Regions from separate parts of the Muntiacus reevesi genome. Here region 1 is linked to region 2. A link is a contact called in public Hi-C data. All regions are on one chromosome and are shown on one strand. Each heading gives the region's core, a stretch centred on a gene start, on an enhancer-like site or on the middle of the called end of the contact. The rest is flanking DNA. Distances are from core to core; before and after follow the strand shown.

Region 1 (6,720 bases), core at 4,014-6,513, 690 kb before region 2:
TGGTAAAGAATCGCCTGCCAACGCAGGAGGTGGGGTTCTGATCCCTGAGTTGGGAAGGTCCCGTGGAGGAGGAAATGGCAACCCACTCCAGTATTCTTGTGGAGAATCCCATGGACGGAGGAGCTTGGCAGGGTACAGTCCATTAGGTCACAAAGAGTTGGACATGACTAAGTGACTGGACGTGAATGCACTGTATTCAGTTTCCCTGGATTTCCCATTCTGGGTGGATATGTTACTTTGAAATGCAGATAAGTTTACCAGATTCATAGACCTTTGATTTTAAATTGAAAAGACAGAGACAGTTGACAAATGTTAAAAGTATTAACAAGGTTTGAAAGAACTTGAGGTTTCACTACATGTTTAGGTACTTATGTAATACGGAAGAATCTTTTGTATTCTATTCCAAGTTAATCATAAAAGAGATGTTGCCTGTAAGTTTAAATTATATATAATGGTCCATCTCTGGGAACCCTGCTTCCAGGTAACGAGCATTAAGCTACGATACTGTTGTTTAGCTCATAGGAAACATCCTGACCAGGCCTACTTTTGAATGACTATAGAAAGGAAGAAATGAACACATCCCCTCCAGAGGCTGATGGGAACCAGGAAGTGTTTGACTTTACTCCCTCCCCTTTTAGTATAATAGGAGCCTGAATTCTAACTCAGGCACGATGGTTCTTTGGGGCATGAGTTCACCATCTTCTCTGTTTGCTGGCTTTCCAAATCAAGTTGTTATGCCTTGCTCCAACAACTGATCTCTTGATTATTGGCCTGTCATGTGGCAGAGTAGTATGAGCTAAACTCAGTAACTCTTAGGAATGTTTGACTTGTCAGCTTTTGTGTTTGTCCTACAAGTATGTTGTGTTTAAAAAACATCAAATGCATTACATTTACAAATGGGGTTTAAAATACTGAATTTAACTATATGTTGTAAATGGGAGCAATTACTAATTTAAATTCATCAAACTTTAAAGTCTTTCTCTGGCCTTCCATTCATTTTATGTAACAATTTTAATAAAACTCTGCAGTTTGTTCTGACGTTGCCATAACTGTTCCAGTAATCTAATTCTTTGTAACAAATTATTACCTAAAATTATACTGACTTAAAACACCAACTATTTTATGTGCGTGTGTGCTAAGTCACTTCAGTCGTGTCCGACTCTTTGTAGCCTTATGGACTGTAGCCCGCCAGACTCCTCTGTCCATGGGATTCTCCAAGCAAGAATACTGGAGTGGGTTGCCATGCCCTCCTTTGGCAGATCTTCCCAAGCCAGAGATTGAACCCATGTCTCCTGCGTGGGAAAGCAGGTTTTTTACCAGTGACTAGCGCCACCAATCGGAGAAGGCGCCTGGAAAATCCCATGGACGGAGGAGCCTAGTAGGCTGTAGTCCATGGCGTTGCGAAGAGTTGGACACGACTGAGCGACTTCTCTGTCACTGTTCACTTTCATGCATTGGAGAAGGAAACAGCAACCCACTCCAGTGTTCTTGCCTGGAGAATCCCAGGGACGGCGGAGCCTGGTGGGCTGCCCTCTATGGGGTCGCACAGAGTCGGACATGACTGAAGCGACTTAGCAGCAGCAGCAGCGCCACCAATACTTTACAATAGGGAGGTTCAGGAATTTGAGCAGGGCTCTGCTGGCAGTTCTTGTCTTCCATGGGATATTGAATGAAGGCATTCGATTGTATTGAGCTAGTCAATGTCCTAATCTGGTGGGTCCAAGATAGGTTCACTCACACATCTTGTATCCTGGCAGGGATGGCTGGAAGGCTGAGCTCAGCTGGAACTTTAAGCTGGAATGCTTACATGACAATTTGAGGTTGAGAAGAGAGAGATCTCCAAGAAGCCTGGATAGAAACTGCAAGGTCTTAGAAGTCCTAAAACATCCCTGTCCTTGCATCCTATGGTCAAGCAAGTCGCTAAAGCCAGCCCAGATTCAAGGGACTGGAAATTAGACTTCATTTCTCAATGAAGGAGTGGCAAATAATTTCCAGTCATCTTTATTTACCACAGCTGATGCACTTTTTGAGATTTCTAACAGAATTTTCCAGAGCACTTTCATTTGACTTGAGTAACAGAATTTTTATAATGCTAACACTGGAAATGTTAACCCTAGCCTCTTACCCACATTCAAGATACTGAGTATCTTGCACTTGTTCCTTTGGATAGACTCCCGCTCCTTCTCTCCTCCTCCATCCTCCTCTCTGCCCTCAGGTGCTGATCTGTTCAGACTACAAGGAGTCTGAGTCTTAGGTGTGTTCGTGACATATTGCAGTCGAGGTGTCATTGCTTCCAAACCCTTTAAGGAACAGAAATAAGGAATATGTATTTTAAAAAATCATGAGCTCATGCTGACATTCCCAATTCATGTAATATAGTATAAGTTGTCACCCCTAATGTTTTTGATTTTATCCTTGGATCTCTTTTCTCTTTCAATAAATATCTTAATTCCTAAAAATATTAAAATATTACATATTTCTTTATTCCACAAGATGCAAAAATAGTTTCAAAACTACAACATTAATACTAACAATAAAACTACTGCATGAGTTATAAGATTTCTTTGCAGTTCTTTTTGTCCTTAGAAATATATCCCACTCATGATATACAGTCAGAGCACCGTATTCATATGTCACTTGAAATAAGTGTTTTGTCTATGTGGTTATATTTCTCTTGTGGACACAGTTTCATTACTTAGATTTATTTTCCATTTTAATGTTTTTTCTTCCTGATTTAACTCAGTCTTTTAATATATGAAGCTCTTATATAGTTTATTTTATTTTATTTTTTTCTTCTATAGTTTAAAAGTAAAAGTTTATAAAAAGGCAAAGTTAACACTTTAAATAGGTAAAATATACAGTATATGAATTATATCTCAATGAAACTGTAATTTTAAAAAAGAAAAGCCTTACATATTTCCATTCATATATTTTGCTTTTTTTTGCATAGCAACACTTGAAGGATTAATTAGAACCTAATAAAAAAAGGTACCATGCCGTGCCTGAAGCCACCATTTAATATTTTTATGTGGAAATAATTTTTTATTTAAGTAAGTTCCGTATGGTACATTTGTTTATTAGGTTCTAATTTATCCTTCAAGTGTTGCTATATGAAAACAAACAAAATATATGTATATTCTTTTTCTAATTCTTCCGTTGTTCTTTTATCCCCCTTAACACTGTATCTTCTAGTTACATAAACACCTTCTTCAGAAATTGCTTTTACTTTAGCAAGATTTACAATCATGAGTTCAGACTCCATAAAGGATGTAACTGTTTTACACTACTCTGTTTCCCTAAGAAAAATATTGATTTCTTCAGTTGGCTTCTGTAAGTTTACCAAATTGGCAATGAGATCTTTTGAAGCAAATATTTTTACAGGTAGTTCCCACCTCCCAACCTCACCTTCCTTGCCAGGGCTTAAAGAATCTTAGTTGCAAGATCTTAGTTCCCTCCCTGACCAGGAAATAAACTCAAGCCATAGCAATGAAAGCACAGAGTTCTAATCACTGGACTGTCAGGGAATTTCCCAAGGAAATACTTTTAAACCGAATACTGCTTTCTGCTCAATGTAAAGTATTTATGAGAGTACCAGTAAAAACGAGAGACTTTATAAGGCTTAAATGATAAGTTTATTCTTTTCTGGAAGATAATTTTGCCAGAAACCTTTATTTTTGAGGCACATATGCTGTGTTCTCAATAATTTTTCTTTGATGACTGCCATCAAGTACTCATGCTGAAAACCAGTATTCAATCAGTTGCTATGTTTTATCACTTTCATCTCCTAAATAGTCTAAAATCAATTTCCTAGGCTACCTGCCATCTCCCTCATCTTCTCTGGATCACTGCAACAGCATCTCAGAATCCTCCTTCTCAAGGCCAACAGAGCTTACTGAATGTAAATCAGATCACCAGCACCCCAACCTTAAAAACGTTTGGTGGCCCGCCCATGCCTCATCTTTAAAAGTAAATTCCAAGCTCTGCGACAAGTTCTTATGGGGCTTCAAGGTCTGATCCAAGCCTCTCTCCCCAGCCTCACCTCACCCTTTTATGTTAAAGCAACGACGTATGCCTTGTGATTGCACACCTTCTACCCTTCCAGTTTCCACTACCTGGAAAGCTACCTGGCTAACTTCTCTTCAGAAGCGACGGTGGTTGGGGAAGAGTCTGCTGCTGCTAAGTCACTTCAGTTGTGTCCGACTCTGTGCGACCCCATAGACGGCAGCCCACCAGGTTCCCACGTCCCTGGGATTCCCCAGCCAAAAACACTGGAGTGGGTTGCCGTTTCCTTCTCCAATGCTAGAAAATGAAGAGTGAAAGTGAAGTCGCTCAGTCGTGTCCGAATCTTCGCGACCGCAAGGACTGCAGCCTACCAGGCTCCTCCACCCATGGGATTTTTCAGGCAAGAGTACTGGAGTGGGGTACCCTCGCCTTCTCCATGGGGAGAGTCTAGGAAACCAGTATTCTTTCTAAATATATTCACCCAAATGAGGACTTTTTGAAAAACTTTAAAATATACAATAAATTGTTAATGACAGTCGCAAGCTGTTAAAATGGACAAACAGGAGGAAAGGACTAGGGCTCAAGATCACATCTCTAGATGAGGTAGCAGCGAAAGCTGGCTTTATTTCCCCACCGGTCAGTGGCACAGGGCCAGCCTCTGGGGGTTAGACCCTACAGGTGCCTCTGATGCCCGCAAGTTCTAAGAGATAATTCTGGTAGCCTGACTCTAAAAAGCGCTGCTCTCTCTCCCATCCCACTTGACTGGTACCCCCTCGGTACCAGCTCCCCGGGGTAAACTGCTTAGCCTGCAGTCAAGCGTCTGAGGGCAGCGCACAACAGCCTTACTCGTCGTCATCACTTCAGCGCCCAGCGCCTGTCCGGCACGCGGTTGGCAACCAGTCGAATTAACTGAACACAGAACCAAATAAATTAGTCGAATTAACAGAACAAAGACCTAAGTAAATGACAGTGCCTTCTCAACTATTGCTTTTCCCTTTCATGAAGGAGCTCCCGGACCCCGCCCCACCTCAGCCAAGGTTCTGCCCCTTCCATAGCGAAGCCCCGCCCCTTCTTCCCCGCCAGGGCAGGCCCCGCCCCTCTGCCTCAAACACGCGAGTTTGGCGCCAACCGTGCTTTTTTTAATCCCTCCCAAAGGCGGGAACTATTAATGTGCGCCGAGGACGTGCTTTGCGTCCGATCCGATTGGCCGTGGGCGCTCAGTCCCGCCTCCGGGTGCTAGTAGCGAGCTGGCATTGGTGGAGATGCAGGGAGACCAGGGTGTCCAGAGAGGATCCCAGGCTGCTTTGGGCCAGGCGGGGCGGGTAAGTTCTTCTGGGGGTCCGGTCTGCGCGGAGCTTCTGGGAAGAGTTTGCATGGCGCGGTAGTCCCCGTAGCGGAGGATGACTGCGTCCGGGGATCCAGGGAGTTGAAGGGAGCAGCGGAGTCGGTGGGGGTTGGCGTGCGTCTGATGTCCGGGGCCCCCAGGAAGCCGCGTTCCTCGGATGCAGCTTCTGGGCTTTCACTTCAGATCCCTCTATGGTCCTTCGAGAGAATTCGGGAGGTGGCGGGGGCGAGGACTAGCGCAGGTAGGAATTGTCCTTTCGACCACTCTTCCTGCCCCTCCCCTCCAAAACCTCTCTCTCCTTGGAATTGTCCTTTCGACCATTCTTCCTTCCCCTCCCCCCCCAAAACCTATCTCTCCTTGGAATGTACTCGTTCGGATGCGATTCTCTGGAGGAGTGGGTCTTTCCTGTGTCTGGTGATCATTGATGTAGTTTGTTTGTTTCGGCCACTGTTATACCCAGAGAAGTTGTTTACCTTAATCTCTACAGGTATAAGACTCTTTTCCTAACACAGAGTAGATCCTAAGTCAGATGTGAATGTATAATTCGTAGAGTGTCAAGATTTGCGCTTCAGACATCAACTTGCCATTGATTCTGATTCTTCCCTGCTCTTTCCCATTCTTTACAGCTCCAGCTCCAAACCTTGTCTGTCTTGAAGGCTCCTCCTCCATCTCACTCAGGGCTCTTTTGATTGGAGGGGGGACAGAGGCCTTCAGGGGAAGAGTCCCTCTACCCCAATTAGTTCTAGCGTTTCTTGCCATTTTGCAAGAGATCACCCATTAAAAAAATTTTTTTTTTATATTCTTCTCTCTAATGAATATTCTTGGTTTTGTCATCTGGCTTTAGAGACAGTTGGGTTCTAATCCCAGGTCTCCCTTTACCAGCTGTTGGACCTTGAGGCAAATTTCTCTTATCTATTTCTGCATCTGTAAATTGGAAAAAATAATAGTCTGTACCTCATAGGACTTTGGGAGGATTTAAGATAAATTAATAATGTATTTAAGAGCATTTAGGTCAGTGGCTGGCACATAGGGTACAGTATATATGGTGTTTGTTATTCTTTTCCCCGTACATCATTTTAGGGATCTTGCTATATTTGATTAAGCCTTTCCTGTGAGCCTAAAGATACCCTTTCCCTCTCCCCTGACTATTTGTCTACAGATATTTTTGTTTTTCTCTACAAATGTTAATTTCATTCCCTTGATTTTTTTTTTTCTTAAAGGAAACCTCCTTCAGACTGTCTCTTAAAGACATCCTATCACAAAAGCCTAGGTGATCCTTCTCTCATCTGCTTTGCCTTCACATTTGAATTCATTGGGATTGTTCCTCAAAAGATTATGAGTGAGCTTGCGACTCTTTTCTTTCATCATCATGG
Region 2 (6,658 bases), core at 486-2,985:
TGGGTATTTTGCACGTACTGCCTAATAAAGTCTCATACAAATAAAATGAGGTCGAAATTATAATCATTTTACAGTTAAGGAAACTAAAGCTCAAAAAGGTTGGTCAGGAAACTTGCTCCAGATCACACAGCTAACAAATGGCGCAGCTGATACACTGAACCTTCATCTAACTCCTAAGGTTTTGCTCTTTCCACTTACATTATCTTGTAAAATGAGGCTGTTTTCAGCCATCTTTAAGATTATTTTAAGCAAGTAAAAATAATCCATTATTCCAAAACATGCATAGAAAAAAAAAAAAAAAACGTTCGTTGAAGGATAATTATCTCACTACTTTTAGCTTACCACTGTCTAAAAGTAATTAAAAATTTTTAAAGTAGAGATAATTCTTTGAGATCTGTAATACAGAACATGCAGGATTCTCGTGGGTGTATGTAATGCAGGGTGCTTAGTAAATTTCTTAAATGATAAACAAATGGTAAATAATAAATACCATTTACAACCAAAGTTTTAACACTTTCTAAAGTGTCTTTAAAATATATATAGCTTTAAGTTTTCTAATTTTTATGGTCTATACAACCAACCTCTGTGCATTGAAAAGAAGCAATGTGCTAAAGGCACATTACCTTGCTCCAAAATAATTTAAATATTGCAGAATAAAGGATGTATTCAGGTTTAATAACAGCGACTTCTGGTCTGACCTCACATTCTAGTTGTCACTGAAATCACTCGTTATTTCTTCAGAATATGCTACCTGAAACATTTTTTCATCCTAAACCTGTCTACATTACTAGTGGTGAAATTAACCTAAATCAGTCTAATTGAAGACTATTAAATAACATTTAACATGACTACTGCTCTATGGAACTGGCGAAACAGAGCTATTCGGTACTTGAGGAAAAACTATTAGACTTCTGGATGTATTAATTTACGAAGCATCCACTGAGCACCCACTGCGTGCCAGATGCTGAGCCAGAAGTCGAACATAAAACAATCCTTGACCCTTAAGAACACCATGTTTTGGAGAACTAAAACTCCAAAACGGCCATGGTCTTTGATCAATTTTACTACTTACAGATTCTAGAACTGGTGGACCAGACGATCGCACCAGTTTATCCTTTTCCGTTTGAGATGACCCAAACTCCAAGCACGAGAGTATTAAATTCAAACTCAAGGGTGCTAAAGTGAGAAAAGAGAGCTACCCCGGAGCAGCTGGACGCGGAGAGCCCCTTTACGCCCGGCCTCGGTGGGGTGTGGGGACTCCAGGGTGGGTCCCAAGAAATAGAGGGACCAGGGAGGCGCCTTTAGAGTCAGGACCAGGCAGAGACCGGGACAGGCCAGGGCCCGAGCCTCCGTGCCGGGCCTCGCTCACCTCTTCCACCTCGATCTCCTTGTAGTCTATCTCTTCAAAGTTGAGGACTTGGGAGGGGGCTTCGATCATCTCACCGGCGGAAGACGAGGAGGAGGAAGAAGCGGCGGACGCTGTAGACATGATCCCTCGCGGAGCCCGGGGGGCCCGGGAAGGCTGCCGCCCGGACAGTCCGGGGGAGACCCGCGCCCACCCGCCTCCGGACCGACCTTCAACCTGGAGCCACGGCGATCCGTGGCGGGGACAGGGACAGCGGCCACAGCCGAGTCCCGGCTCCGGCTCCGCTGCGTTTTCCGCCGCCCGGCCCCGCCCACCAAACTTCCGGTTCCGGCCAGAGATCGGAAACAAGAGGAGGGCCTTGAGATCACGGGAGGGGAGGGGAGAATTCGGTGAGAGAAAGGAGGACAGGTCGGGGGTGGAGTGGGGGAGGGGTGGAGTGGGGGAGGGTGAGAGGCTTGTTTGGACCTGTGGGACAAATTTCGCGAGACCTTTATTAAAGGGCTTCGGCGAAGTGATAATACCGCGAGAACTGACGTGTGACGTAATTAAAACGCGCGAACGGAAGTGGCGCAGAGCGCGGTGGAATCTCTGTACGGTTGGTCCTCTAGGAACCAGCGGGAAAGATAAAAGCTACAGTTTCAACCTTCTTGGTGAAGTATGTTTTGACCCCGCTCCCTTTTCTCTCAGAGACCTGCAAATGGACGGGGTAGTATTGGATTGAGTTTTTGTGAGGAAGCTTACTATTCAGCTTCACTCCGAAGCTAAACTGCACTATTTCCTAAAAAGCCTAAGAAAATGTGTTTTGGTGTTTGGAAGGAAGCGATTGTACTGTTACTTTGAACCAGTCCCTGATGCTGTCAGAGATTCTAAAGAAAATAATACACAGCGAGCCAGCGTATGTAGCCTGAATAATACTATATAGGCTCACGAACAGAAGTTAATTTTAGGTAAGGTAGATATTTATAATTTGGCATAATTTGTCGTTCATTTGAATTTATAGGATGTATTAATGGTACATGTCGGAGTGCAGTGCTTTGTGCTGGATACTTTGCTTTTATGTATCCCATATTTTATCATTAACAGTAGCCTTGCAAATTAAGTATTTTTGTTGCCATTTTCAGGACAGGAGTAAACAGGCTCGGGAGTAAATCAATTATGATTCTCACAAGCACCTAGCTCAGTATATTTCCAAGGTGAAAAGTATTTCCTGTGTTGTACTATCAACACAATTTTTAATTTTAAACTATCTCTTAAACATCAGTCAGTTTGATCTAAAGCCTAATTGGGAAAATTGGAGTTAGAGATGAAGGTTTAAGAATGAAACGTTGTGAAGGTCAAGTTCTGTCTCAGTAGGAGACCAAAAAGGGAACAGTCAGAAAGGAGAAAGTGAGGGGAATGGTGATGGGAATATCAGTGGAGGAGAGTTTTTCAAATAAGAAATAGCTAACCAAATAAATGCTGTACAGAATTAATTTTAACCCATTGGGATTGCGAATAGGTCATTGAATTTGGCAATTAAGAAGTTATGAACTCCTGGAAGACAGTGTGACTCTTTTTTATTTGTAGTTTTAATAACAATGATAATTTGGTGAATGGGTAAGAGAATGGAAGAAAGAATAATTTCTTTCACAGAGCAATCTCTGGGTGATCTTACCCAGGGTATTGACCACTTTTATGATGGTGACTCACAATCTCTCCCAGTTTTCAAGTTTTTCCTGAATTCTGGACCTATTGGACATCTCTATTTAGACATAATTTAGCACATGAACTTTAAGATTCCAAAAACAAATTCAGAAGTTATCACCCACTACGTATATATTCTTTGTGTGCATTTTCTGTCTCCATGAAGGATCTCATTATCTACTCAGTTGTCCAAGTGAGAAATCAGAGCTTTATTTCTATGTGTATTACAATAAAATGATGCTTAATTAGTGCACTAATAACCAGATAGAATGGAGAAGGAAATGGCAACCCACTCCAGTATTCTTGCCTGGGAAATGCCATGGGCAGAGAAGTCTGGAAGGCTACAACCCATGGGATTTCCCAGGCAAGAGTACTGGAGTGGGTTGCCATTTCCTTCTCCAGTTGGACACGACTGAGCAACGGAACAAAAAACAACCACCAAATGAAAGTAAACTAATGGGATAACCATTTTTACCTGTCATTTCTTTACTCAAATTCCCAAACTAGGATGGTCACCTTTTAACCTTGTCCTTTGACTCACAGGTCATATTTACTTTTTCTTTAACACCTTGACCTTAAAACAGTGTATGCTACCAAGTGGGAATTCAAGAGATAACTCTTACGTTTTGGCTGAATGAATAGTTTTGCCAGTCCTAACTTTCGTGGAATGCATGATCTGTTTTCTGTACCTCAGTTTAGAACTAGAATACTGCAGACAAGGGATTAGTCACCATAGTCATGATGGTGTTCTGCTTGTTTCCCCCCCACCCCCCCAAAATTTTGTTATAAAAAATATCGAAATACAGAAAAGTTGAAAGAATTTTACAGTAAACAACCAGATACTTACTGGTAGGATGCTATCATTAACATTTTGCTATACTTGTTTTATCATACATCTGTCTATGCATCCTCTCATGTGTACATCTTTCTTATTTTTTTGGATGCCTTTCAAAGTGAATCTCCCACATGATCTTGAACATCTACCTTAATACTTCTGCTTCTATATTTTATGCACTGATTTGGACTTCTGATGTTGATAGTAATCTAAAATCAATCCTTTTCCTATTTGCTTGCAGTTTTTCTTTTTTTTTTTAAGTCCCAGCTCTCAGCAGTGCTTATTACTCTGGATCTTATCATCCTCAATGTCCAGTGTACCTCTCCCGTTCTGTGATTTGATTTTATGAGTTGATACATTCCCATTTTTTATTTAAGTTGATTCCAGTTGTATTTTTGTTATTTGCAATCAAAGAATCATAAATAATATAGTTTGAATCTAGAGAATTGAGGGAGTGGAATTTGTCTCAGTTCACCTGAATTTTGACTTTGTATTACTTTTAACTTCTTTAACTTTTATGAGTTAAGGATGGAAGCTTAGAGCTCACAATTTCATGTGAACTTCAGTCACTAGTCTATAGTGTCTCCACAAATTTCCAGGGATCCAGATAATCACGATGGTGTAATCACTCATCTAGAGCCAGACATCCAGGAATGTGAAGTCAAGAGGGGGTTAAGAATCATCACTATAAGCAAAGCTGGTGGAGGTGATGGAATTCCAGTTGAGCTCTTTCAAATCCTAAAAGATGATGCTATGAAAGTGCTGCACTCAACATGCCAGCAAATTTGGAAAACTCAGCAGTGGCCACAGGACTGGAAAAGGTCAGTTTTCATTCCAATTCCTAAGAAAGGCAATGCTAAAAAATGCTCAAACTACCACACAATTGCACGCTAGTAAAGTAATGCTCAAAATTCTCCAAGCCAGGCTTCAACAATACATGAACTGTGAACTTCCAGATGTTCAATCTGGTTTTAGAAAAGAGAGGAACCAGAGATCAAATTGCCAACATCTGCTGGATCATTGAAAAAGCAAGAGAGTTCAAGAAAAACATCTATTTCTGCTTTATTGACTATGTCAAAGCCTTTGACTGTGTGGATCACAATAAACTGGAAAATTCTTCAAGAGATGAGAATACTAGACCACCTGACTTGCCTCTTGAGAAACCTGTATGCAGGTCAGGAAGCAACAGTTAGAACTGGACATGGAACAACAGACTGGTTCCAGATAGGAAAAGGAGTACATCAAGGCTGTATATTGTCACCCTGCTTATTTAACTTATATGCAGAGTACATCATGAGAAATGCTGGGCTGGATGAGGCACAAGCTGGAATCAAGATTGCCAGGAGAAATATCAGTAACCTCAGATATGCAGATGACACCACCCTTATGGCAGAAGGTGAAGACGAACTAAAGAGCCTTTTGATGAAAGTGAAAGAAGGGAGTGAAAAAGTTGACTTAAAAGTCAACATTCAGAAAACTAAGATCATGGCATCCAGTCCCATCACTTCATGGCAAATAGATGGGGAAACAGTGGCAGACTTTATTTTTTTGGGCTCCAAAATCACTGCAGATGGTGATTGCAGCCATGAAATTAAAAGATGCTTACCAAAAAAAAAAAAAAAAAGACGCTTACTCCTTGGGAGAAAAGTTATGACCAACCTAGACAGCATATTATAAAGCAGAGATATTACTTTGCCAGCAAAGGTCTGTCTAGTCAAGGCTGTGGTTTTTCCAGTAGTCATATATGGATGTGAGAGTTGGACTATAAAGAAAGCTGAGCATCAAAGAATTGATGCTTTTGAACTGTGGTGTTGGAGAAGACTCTTGAGAGTCCCTTGGACTGCAAGGAGATCCAGCCAGTCCATCCTAAAGGAGATCAGTCCTGAGTGTTCATTGGAAGGACTGATGCTGAAGCTGAAACTCCAATACTTTGGCCACCTGATGTGAAGAGCTGACTCATTGGAAAAGACCCTGATGGTGGGAAAGATGGAAGGCGAGAGGAGAAGGGGACGACAGAGGATGAGATGGTTGGATCGCATCACCATCTCAATGGACATGAGTTTAAGTAAACTCCGGGAGTTGGTGATGGACCGGGAGACCTGGCGTGCTCAGTCCATGGGGTGGTGAAGAGTTGGACACGACTGAGCGACTGAACTGAGCTGAATATCACGCAGTTGAACTGGACTTGAAGCCCCTCCCAGGGTGAGCACTCTACCTTCCATCCTCACTGTCAGTATGTAACAGAACAAGCTCTGTAGTTTGCCTGTTAGTGTGACTGTTATGAGTGACAGAAAACTCAGGACAACATTGCTTAAACAATAAAGGGGATTTATCAGTTTAGTTACGTTGAAAGCTATAGTGAAAGCTATAGTTGAAAGACTTATAGTGTCATTTGATCCATAAAGTTAATGGTTACATCAATAATTGAGTTTCCATTGTTGTCATCTACTTTTTGTGATATTTGCCATTATTCTAGAGCAGAGTTCTCAATCTTTTTTTTCCATTATTAATCCCTTAAGGAACCTTTTAAAACTTTTAATAGCCTCCAAAGTTTTTACTACTACATAGATACTGTATAATCTGTTTATGTACTGTATGCATATTTTTGCTTTATATGTAAAGAGTAAATTTTTTTTCCTCTCCAATTTCACCCACTGGGAGATAATATCACCTCCATTAAGAATGCATGCTCTAGCAGTTTGATTTTTCACGTGACATATCGCATTGTCTAGTGCAATGACAGCATCTCTTTTGATAGCTGCTTCCGAAGAACA

The links. Hi-C and Micro-C count contacts between places; a contact is called where the count stands out from the background.
Region 1: a Hi-C map of muscle shows a contact between it and region 2, with 6 times the contacts expected there. The contact joins the promoter of CASP8AP2 here to the promoter of MAP3K7 in region 2. A contact is called at or near these places in 2 of 3 Hi-C or Micro-C datasets (blood and muscle).

The regions. Positions count from the first base shown.
Region 1 is chr19:56,439,957-56,446,676 of mMunRee1.1, reverse strand. CASP8AP2 (caspase 8 associated protein 2) reads left to right here and starts at 5,263. Exons shown (of 11, transcript XM_065911470.1): 1 at 5,263-5,324.
Region 2 is chr19:55,749,157-55,755,814 of mMunRee1.1, reverse strand. MAP3K7 (mitogen-activated protein kinase kinase kinase 7) reads right to left here and starts at 1,735. Exons shown (of 17, transcript XM_065911333.1): 1 at 1,370-1,735. The coding sequence starts at 1,489.